3 separate regions of the Mus musculus genome follow, and regions 1 and 3 are each linked to region 2. The links are chromatin contacts, called in public Hi-C maps. All regions are on one chromosome and are shown on one strand. The core of a region is the stretch at or near the end of the contact, and the rest is flanking DNA. Distances in the headings are between cores, read along the strand shown. Region 1 holds the start of Marchf11 (membrane associated ring-CH-type finger 11). Region 2 has its middle 170 kb from the start of Gm23903. Region 3 overlaps Fbxl7 (F-box and leucine-rich repeat protein 7).

Region 1 (2,700 bases), core at 82-2,581, 920 kb after region 2:
CTTGTGGAAGTTTGTACGTGACTCTAATGATGCTTATAATTTTAAAAATGCATTTCTAACAAAGCATCAAGGACATCAATTGGCTAAGATACCCTTTCTGTTCAAGTACTTCCTTTTGCAAGAACTGTAGCACCTTTCTCATTAAAAATTTGTAATAAAAAACCCACCCTTTTTTGGTATTGCATATTGGTATTGCATACCTCATATTGGTATTGATGTAGCATGACTTATCCCCAGCCTCATTTGTATTCTGAAACTAAGTTCTCTGGATACATTAACAGAAAAGAGACCTGGCTTGAATCTACTTATAAACTAAAATCCTTTGAGTAATTCACAAGAAACGCTTGATGATGTTACCATTATAGTACCTAGGAGTACCTGACTTCAAAATAAGGTAGAGAGAAAAGGTGTAGGTTAATTTACTTCTGTATTGGCCACCAGAACACTTTATCAGCCTTCTCAGAAAGAGAACTGGAGAGGGAAGCTCAGTTGTGGGGCGTGCGCTGTCCGTGGTGCTGAAAGCTCTACCCTTGCGGTCCAGGTCCAGGACTCACCGCCTGCAGACCTGGGGTCCCTCTGGCCTTACCTGCTCTGCGCCCTGGAAGCAGATCTTGCAAATGGGCTGATGGTGCTGGTGCTGGTGCCCCGAGCGCTGGTCGCTACCGCCGCCACTACTGCTGCTGCGGCTGCTACATACGGAGCGTGTTTCGGGCTGGTCTCCGGTGCCTCGCCGCTCGCCCTCCCGGCACGCGCCGGCCTCGGGCTCCCCCGGGCTGCCTTTCCCCGTCGCAGCCTCGGGGAGCTTCACCTCTGGAAGGCGCCTAGGACCTTCGCAGGAGTCGCCCGCCGCTGTCACCTCCTGGTCGCCGGGCAACAGAGACGGCGGCAGCGGCGGTAGAGGCTCTCCTGCGCCCTTGCGCCGAGGGGCCAGTTCTACCGGCGGCTCGCCCGACCCTACGATGCGCTCCAGAGGCGCGGGCAGCGGCGGCCGGTAGCGTGGGGAGGTGGGGACCAGGACCGACTCTCCCGGAGGCGGGGGTGGGGGCGGCGGGGGCAGAGGTGGCTCAGCTTCGAGGCTGTCCGCCCGGCTAGACCGTTTTTTGCCCTCGTCGCTCATGGTGGAGTCGCCGCCGTCCTCCTGCCCGCCCGGTGGCGGGCCGGGCGCGGACTGCAGCCAGAGAGCGCAGAGGAAGGCTGGAGAGGGAGGAGGGAAGAGGGTGGGAAGGGGAACCGGGGCGAAGGGACTAGGAAGGCGGGACCAGGAGAGGACGCGGAGGACCGGCGCGGCGGCCGCAGAGGCGGCTGTTCAGCGGAGCCGCCGGCTCGGCTCTGATGGAGGCGGCGCCGAGTTCGGCTGCCCGTGCCAGGCGCGCGGGGGTGGGGATGGGAGGCGGGGAGGAGCGCAGAGCTGGGCAAGGAGGCTGGGAACAAGCACTGGACTGGGGGATGGGGGTAGGCAAGTCGTGCGTGAGAGAGAGGTGTGGGGTGCCGAGAGGACCCTGCTGGAACTGGGGGATTCCTGGGCCGCTTCCACTAACCCCGCCCCGGGCCGCTCACGTCGGTTCCGGGGCGGATTGCCCCTCGCAGAAGCGCGCGGTACTGCGGCTCCAGTGAGAAAGGAAAAGGGGGAGGGGTCGGAAGCTGCCGATCCAAAAACCGTTACTGGGTGGATCTGGGGGAATTCCGAGAAACCCGCCGGGTGGGGGCGCGGTGGGCCAAGCAGAGACCCGCGTGGGAGTAAGGATGAGGGCGAGGTAGGCATCCCTGTGAACAGAGGCACGCAGGAAAGGACTCTTGAGGACAGATGCTGTAGCTGCTCTTTGCTCCACTGTTGTTTTGGGGATCCCAGTCCTCTCTTCTTCAGAGGACTCTGCATCTCAAAAGTCTTCAAGCAGAAGCCTCTGAAACCTTTGTCATCCTGGGAATGCCCAATCCCCCTGTCTCCCTCTCCTGAATATATACATCCTGGATTTGTAAAAATTTTCGATGCGTCCGAGGTTGGAGGGTTGCAATGCTCCATTCTGTGGCTTGTGGGTCTCCTTCATGCTTGCACAAATATTGCTGCGTCCTTCCCAGGAAAAGTGGTTACAACCTTGACTCAGCCTGCCTCCACCCTCATCCACCCCCCACCCCCAGTCTCTCCTCCCTCTCTCCCTCTCTCTCCCTCTCCCCGGCCTCCTCTCTCCTCCCTCCCTACCCCTCCCTACCTTTTCTCTCCCTCTTCCTCTCTCTCCCCACCCCTTTCCAGTAGGGTACTGTGCTCCTGTGCTCTGGCCTTCTGTTCCAAACCCAGCAGTCTGAACTCTTAGGTTATTGGGGTTTTACCCTGCAAGGTGTCCATGCAAATCAATTGTGACTTATCACTGAAGTGGAGTCTTAATGACTTTGACAGAAGTGACTGGCCCTAAAACATTCCTTATTGGCCACATTTCATAGCTGAAGACCTAGGACCAGATAGGCAAACTAAGTTCAAGGTCACCAGCCTATTTAAGGACTGTCCATAGATCTGACACCAGTGTGTGTGTGTGTGTGTGTGTGTGTGTGTGTGTGTGTGTGTGTTTGCGTGCGCGTGCGCGCGCCAGGGTGATGGGCACATGAACATATACCAGCATTCACACACAATCCTTTCTTCATCTTCTTTAAAATAGTTCTGTAGCATGTGGGTTGTTTTGTGTCTCTAACTCCAGTTAACAGAATTGA
Region 2 (2,700 bases), core at 118-2,617:
GAAAATAATGACAAGAATTAAAGTTTTTTTTTGTTTAAAATGACAGATTCATTAAGTCATTTCCGTTAAAAATTATAATCAGGGAAGAACTGAAGCTAGTTAGAAATAAGTTAAGAAAGTTTAACTCCTGTCAATTGCAGGATGCTATTAATGCTCCTGACATTGCTTTGCTTGGTTGTTAGAAAACTGTGAAATCAAGTGGACAGGACATCCCATGTTGCCTTTCAAGTGGTTTCAGTGTAGCAATAGCTGCTGCTTACTTTGCATTCAGAAGGAGGTAATTTTTTTTTTAAAGACAATAGGTTAAGAGGACATAGTGTTTTTAACACCGGAGAGAATGAAATAAGGATAGTGTAAATACAGTTGCTTTCGTTTCAGTGGGAACTTCATGCTAAACCTGTGGGCTGAGGTGAGTTCTGTATCGGAAACCAGAGAGATTGCAAACTGCCTGTAACTCTGCTTCACTGTGTGAGTCATGGGTCCCCAGGGCTGGCTGTCGCTTCCCCTTCTTAACACGTTTACTGTTCTGTGCTAGTGCATGCTGGGACTTCATGCACCATCTTATGTTTCCTTCTTTCAGTCTTGATGTCTTAGAGGCAAATTGTTGGCACATTTCCAGTAAGAACAAGCATCACAGAGTGAAACTGTTTGGGTGGTTTTGGGTGACTTGTGTCTGTATATATATTTTGCCTGACTCATGGCTCTGAGGATGCAAGAGCGAACGTAACTGATGCCGCGGCACATGATTTGTATCACAGAGGCCATGCTGGGTTTTAAAAGGTGTTTTTGGATGGTCAGAATTTAGTCAGAAGTAGGTGTATGAGCAGAAAAAAAAGGGGGGAGGAGATGGTGTATGGGAAGTTTTGATTGCCAGATATCACCATGGACACAGCTGATGGGGTACCTGGGCTGGAGCACAGAGAATGAAGAAAAAACCATAGAGAATTATTTGGGGGCTCATGTTAAGATGGTCAGGTAAGCTGTGCTGAGGCTCTGATCCTCTGTCTGTAAGCATCTGTCATCTGAGAAGAGTGTGACTCAGACTCGCTTGATTAGCTAGCAGTTGTGGGACACTCACGGTGTTGTACACTGTGTGCTACGTGCTTATGCGTTAGCCATTTCCTTTCCCAGCCCGTGGAATAAATAAGATCGACGGTCTCTTTTAGGTAGGTACATGGGGGATCTGAGCAATTTACTGAAGTCCTCTCATAGGGACAATTGGAAGCATGACAGAGCCCAAGCTTACACTCAGGAGACTAGGCTGCCAAAGGCAGGCTCAAACCCAGCACACTAGCCAGGGCCAATACTGGAGCAGATCGCTCCCAAGGGAGAAGACTGGCACTCTCTGAGTACACAAGTGGCAGGAAGGACTCAAGATAGTCAGGGAAGTACAAGGGACAGATGCAGAAGATGACCTGTGGTGGCACAGCACTCAGGCTTGTTAGAGAAGCAGGAGTTGGCCATTCACCTGTCACTTTTTCAGGCCCTCTCCACTCTGCCCCCATGCCCTTCCTACTTCTCTATGTGGTGAACTGCTCTCTTAGTCATGTAGGTGAGGCCCTACCTAGGTAGAGTCGAGGGAGGATGAAATTTTTTTCCCACTTCAAACACACAGAATTTGGGATGCTGCTATGTTTTCAGCAAGCTATATTACTCTACACAATCTATTTCTTGTGATAACTGTTTTTATAATTGTTCTTTCCTGCACTTGCCTTGCTTTTTATCCGAAGGAGACACTTCATATTTACTCTAGAGTTTTAATGCTTTTAGAAAAGCCCTGAAAGCCGGAAAGAAAATGAAAATGTTGTTTCTTCAGTTTGGGAAGTTGATAGTCTCTGCTTAGGACCATGGGTTTGTGATTTGTGGCTCATTCATCACCCGAGACCACACAACTCCCTTCTTTGCCAAGTTTTGATCTCATGTACAGTCATAAGAAAAGCGTCTCTCAAGATAAATGTTTACAACAGGAGGTCTTGCTCAGAACACTGAATTATGAATGACAGGAGTTCTTACTCAGAACACTAAATTATGATGTTCATTTGCATCTCAGTTTATTGAGTCAACCTAACTTAGAGAATCGATATCATCATAATAATATCGATGATGACATGTCATGGGTCTATAGAGGACCTTCTGCCTTCTTTTTTTGTTTATTTGTTTGAGATTATCATTTAATTGCAGTGTTTTCCCCTTCCATTTCCTCCCTCAAAATCCTTCTCTATATTACACCTCCCTCTCCTTCAGATTCATGGCTTCTTGTTTTCATTAATTGTTACGACATACATATATGTATTTGCATATACATAGGTAGCACTATATATGACCTGCTGAGCCATATATATTAGTTATATCTATGTTTTCAAGGCTGATTGTTGGGCAAGGGGCAACCGATTAGTGTGCTCTGCATGGGGAGGATTACCTCATGCAGAGGGCCATGAAGAAGGAGTGACAAATGGCTTTAGAACTCATGGCACATGGCCTGCTGGTTAGCACAGCCATGATGGGTGTGGCTTGGTTGAGGACTGCCTGAGGATTTCGTGTCCTGAGGACTTCATGCTGCAATGGAGTTCTGTTCTGCTTCATTGCCTTAACATCCCTCAATTTATTTATTTACTTTTGTATGCTCCATTTTTCAACCTTCCCACCCATCCCAATCCACCCTCTGACTGTTCCACATCCCATTCCTCCTCCCCACCTCCT
Region 3 (2,700 bases), core at 190-2,689, 510 kb after region 2:
TTCAAAGTTAGATGTCCCGAGGGTCCTTATGTGATGTCAGCGATCATGGCTCTTCTTGCAGGTGCTACATGCAATCATGGTGAAACACTCTCCCTTTTTCTCCTTCCTCCTGGGGCTGAGAATTGAGCACAGAGCTTTAAATATGCTGAATACAGTCTTTACCATTGGTCTATATTCCAGCCTATCCTTTTGTCTTACTCTTAACATAGCTAGGAGAACATGGAACATTTTTTTAAAGCACTAGTATAAACTCTAGAAGTGTACCCTATGTCCAGATCCCTTCAGCCAGGAAAAGGGTGCAGGCCACAGACTCCCTTTGTTCTTTCCTGCCACAGACATGTGGTCATGGGGATGCCCAGACGAAAATAGTCTAAGAAGACACAGCTTCTTTAAGTGTCCTGTGTTCTTTATAAATATAGCTCACTAAAAAGGTGCACTAATATTTCAAATAGACTCTGGAGGTCAGTTTCCAGAAGCTGAGCAGATCATGTTTTTTTCAACCAACAGCAGTCTGCCCTCGAGGAATAGATCTGCGACAGAGGAATGCAGGCCAAGCGTCCTCTGTCTTGTTGACACCTTTATTAATGTTCCGTGGTAAGAAATGAAATAATCTATTCATACAGGTCTCAGCTCAGCCTGGAATATACATCTGAAGGCCAGAGGAAGGGAGGGGGCTGAGTGGGGAAAAACATTAAAAGAAACAAAAAGAAAAAAAAAAGAAAAGAAAAGAAAAAAAAAAAGTCTGGTTGGTCTTTACAACCATAAATGGTAAAATTCACCCTGTTCCCCTGCCAGCCAGAAGAACAGTCAGGCAAGGTTTTGATTTACAGGAAAAGCTCAGCAAGGGCCTTGTGGAGAGAGCTTCATGCCTGCTATAAAAATGTGATTAGCTATAAAACAGAGAGATTTAACAAGAACATTTAAGCATAGGCAACAGACCTGTACGAAAATAAACAAAAACAGAAATTGCTGTCTGAGCCTTTAACCCCTTACTTTAGAGGCTGGGATTAGAATTGCTGTTTAGACTTGTGACTAATAACAGTTTCGCGCTTAGAACCAAAAGCCAAAGGGGAGATGACCTTGAAGTTTGCACTATGCTCATTCTGCTCACCCTCAGCGACTTTTCCTTTGGGCCTTGCATGAAGAGGAATTATCCACACCCCCTGAAACTGCTTCCCATGGCAGATTCTCCCTGGACGCCTAGGTTGGAAAGCAAGGGAAGCCAGTGGTGGTGGATCCCTCGAGGGAAGAACATTTAAAGACAACAGTGTCAGAGTGCACTGCTTTTATCTGCACTCCCCAGCTTGCTCTGTGTCAAGGCTGAAACAGCCGCAGCTTGGGAAGGACCTTGGCTGAATATACTCTGACTGGGCAGCTCTTTCAGACAAAGTAGCCCTCCCGAGACAGGCTGCAAAGGCTGGCGGCCCATCGCTGACTGTAGAAGAGTAGGAGAATACCTGTCCATTTTTCACCCACCACAGACAGGGTGATTTCTCACCAGTCGTCCCCCTCCTCCTCAACAAGACCGTCTCCTACTTTCATGTCTTCTTCGTGTGTGACCTGCTGAGCTCACTTAGAGTTTCCTGCCAAAGTGTGGATGGATTATTTACTACAACATAGACCACATGTCAGTGGCTACACCACTCGACTACAAGGAAACCCTTTCCACCATTAAGTAGTAACTGTCCTTTAGGGAGGGGTGCACATTTCATGTGGTCCTCTCTCATCCATGATGCAATTTTTAGTGGCCAAATTGTATGCAGAACGAAGACAATTTCTTAACAACTAATGAGAAAGACATGTCTGTAGGATTTCTTCACTGTGTGTCCATCGCTATGTCGAGTACGGTCTCAGTCCCTGCCATCACCTTTAGGGAGATTATCCCACAGCACTTAAGAGGCAGAACTGGAATTCAACGCTGGCCTTTTAGGCTCTTTTGCTTTGTGGAAGGCAGTGGAAGTTCTCTCAGGGAACAGGATGTGCACATAACCACTGTGTCTGACAGCAGACGATTTCTTTAACTATTAGTATGCCAGGTTTGAGCCTGAGACTGATTTCCTTGCGATACAGACACCCTGCAAAGTTTTGTTTCCTGTGGAAGAGACATGCCTCCCTAGAGCTGGGGCCATCTTGCAGACTTTTCTGGCATCCCTGGGCTTATCTTGCTTCTCCTTGCCTTCCTGAATACATTCCACTCAAGGCTCCTTTCATCCTGGGATGGATGATGCTCTTCTGAGATGGAGACACAGCCACTCGGCTGCACTTTCCTTGCGCTCCACCACTTATGAGAGGCCTGGGATCCATCACTACTACCAACAATAGATAACTGCAATTAAATGTTTCTGAAACATCAAATGAGATTATCATGCTTTTAAGTTGCCCTTTGAATTACAATTCTTCCTCCCACCAAATCCTATGCATGCATCGATTTGAGAGGATACAAGGGGATTATTGTGAATTAGAAGGGTTTCCAGATACAACCTAGAATCTTAAATACTATGTTTACTTACTTTTACCTGGATATAAAACCTCGTTTATCCTGTGTATCTCTTTGTTTTATTGATATTTCCCATACTCAGTGGCATTTCTCGGGTGCTTTAACGCATTGCTTATGACATTTTTTTAAAAATCACTGTTAGATTTCTAATAGAAAATGTTCATTAAATGAGTGTTGATGCCCTTTTGTTTGTGGTATTTTAT

What was found. A called contact is a pair of places that touch in the nucleus more often than the background predicts.
Region 1: a Hi-C map of the N1E-115 cell line shows a contact between it and region 2, with 6 times the contacts expected there. The contact joins the promoter of Marchf11 here to the enhancer-like site in region 2. A contact is called at or near these places in 6 of 39 promoter capture datasets (cranial neural crest, frontonasal cranial neural crest, hippocampal neurons and 2 more), 1 of 484 Hi-C or Micro-C datasets (the N1E-115 cell line) and 1 of 115 datasets of contacts at active chromatin or transcription factors (forebrain).
Region 3: a Hi-C map of the N1E-115 cell line shows a contact between it and region 2, with 4 times the contacts expected there. The contact joins two enhancer-like sites. A contact is called at or near these places in 2 of 484 Hi-C or Micro-C datasets (the N1E-115 cell line and palatal mesenchyme).

Annotation. Positions count from the first base shown.
Region 1 is chr15:26,307,679-26,310,378 of GRCm38.p6, reverse strand. Marchf11 (membrane associated ring-CH-type finger 11) reads right to left here and starts at 1,331. Exons shown (of 4, transcript NM_177597.6): 1 at 587-1,331. The coding sequence starts at 1,117.
Region 2 is chr15:27,230,813-27,233,512 of GRCm38.p6, reverse strand. No RefSeq gene overlaps it. Among named protein-coding and RNA genes, the nearest start is that of Gm23903, 170 kb to the right of the region's middle. Within about 2 kb of position 1,367, at least 8 of the 459 cell types and tissues checked have an H3K27ac peak or open chromatin away from gene starts, as enhancers often do. A contact at or near this core is called in the N1E-115 cell line, where this site is marked.
Region 3 is chr15:26,716,735-26,719,434 of GRCm38.p6, reverse strand. All of the region lies in intron 2 of Fbxl7 (F-box and leucine-rich repeat protein 7), which reads left to right. Among named protein-coding and RNA genes, the nearest start is that of Gm52205, 53 kb to the right of the region's middle. Within about 2 kb of position 1,439, at least 39 of the 459 cell types and tissues checked have an H3K27ac peak or open chromatin away from gene starts, as enhancers often do. A contact at or near this core is called in the N1E-115 cell line, where this site is marked.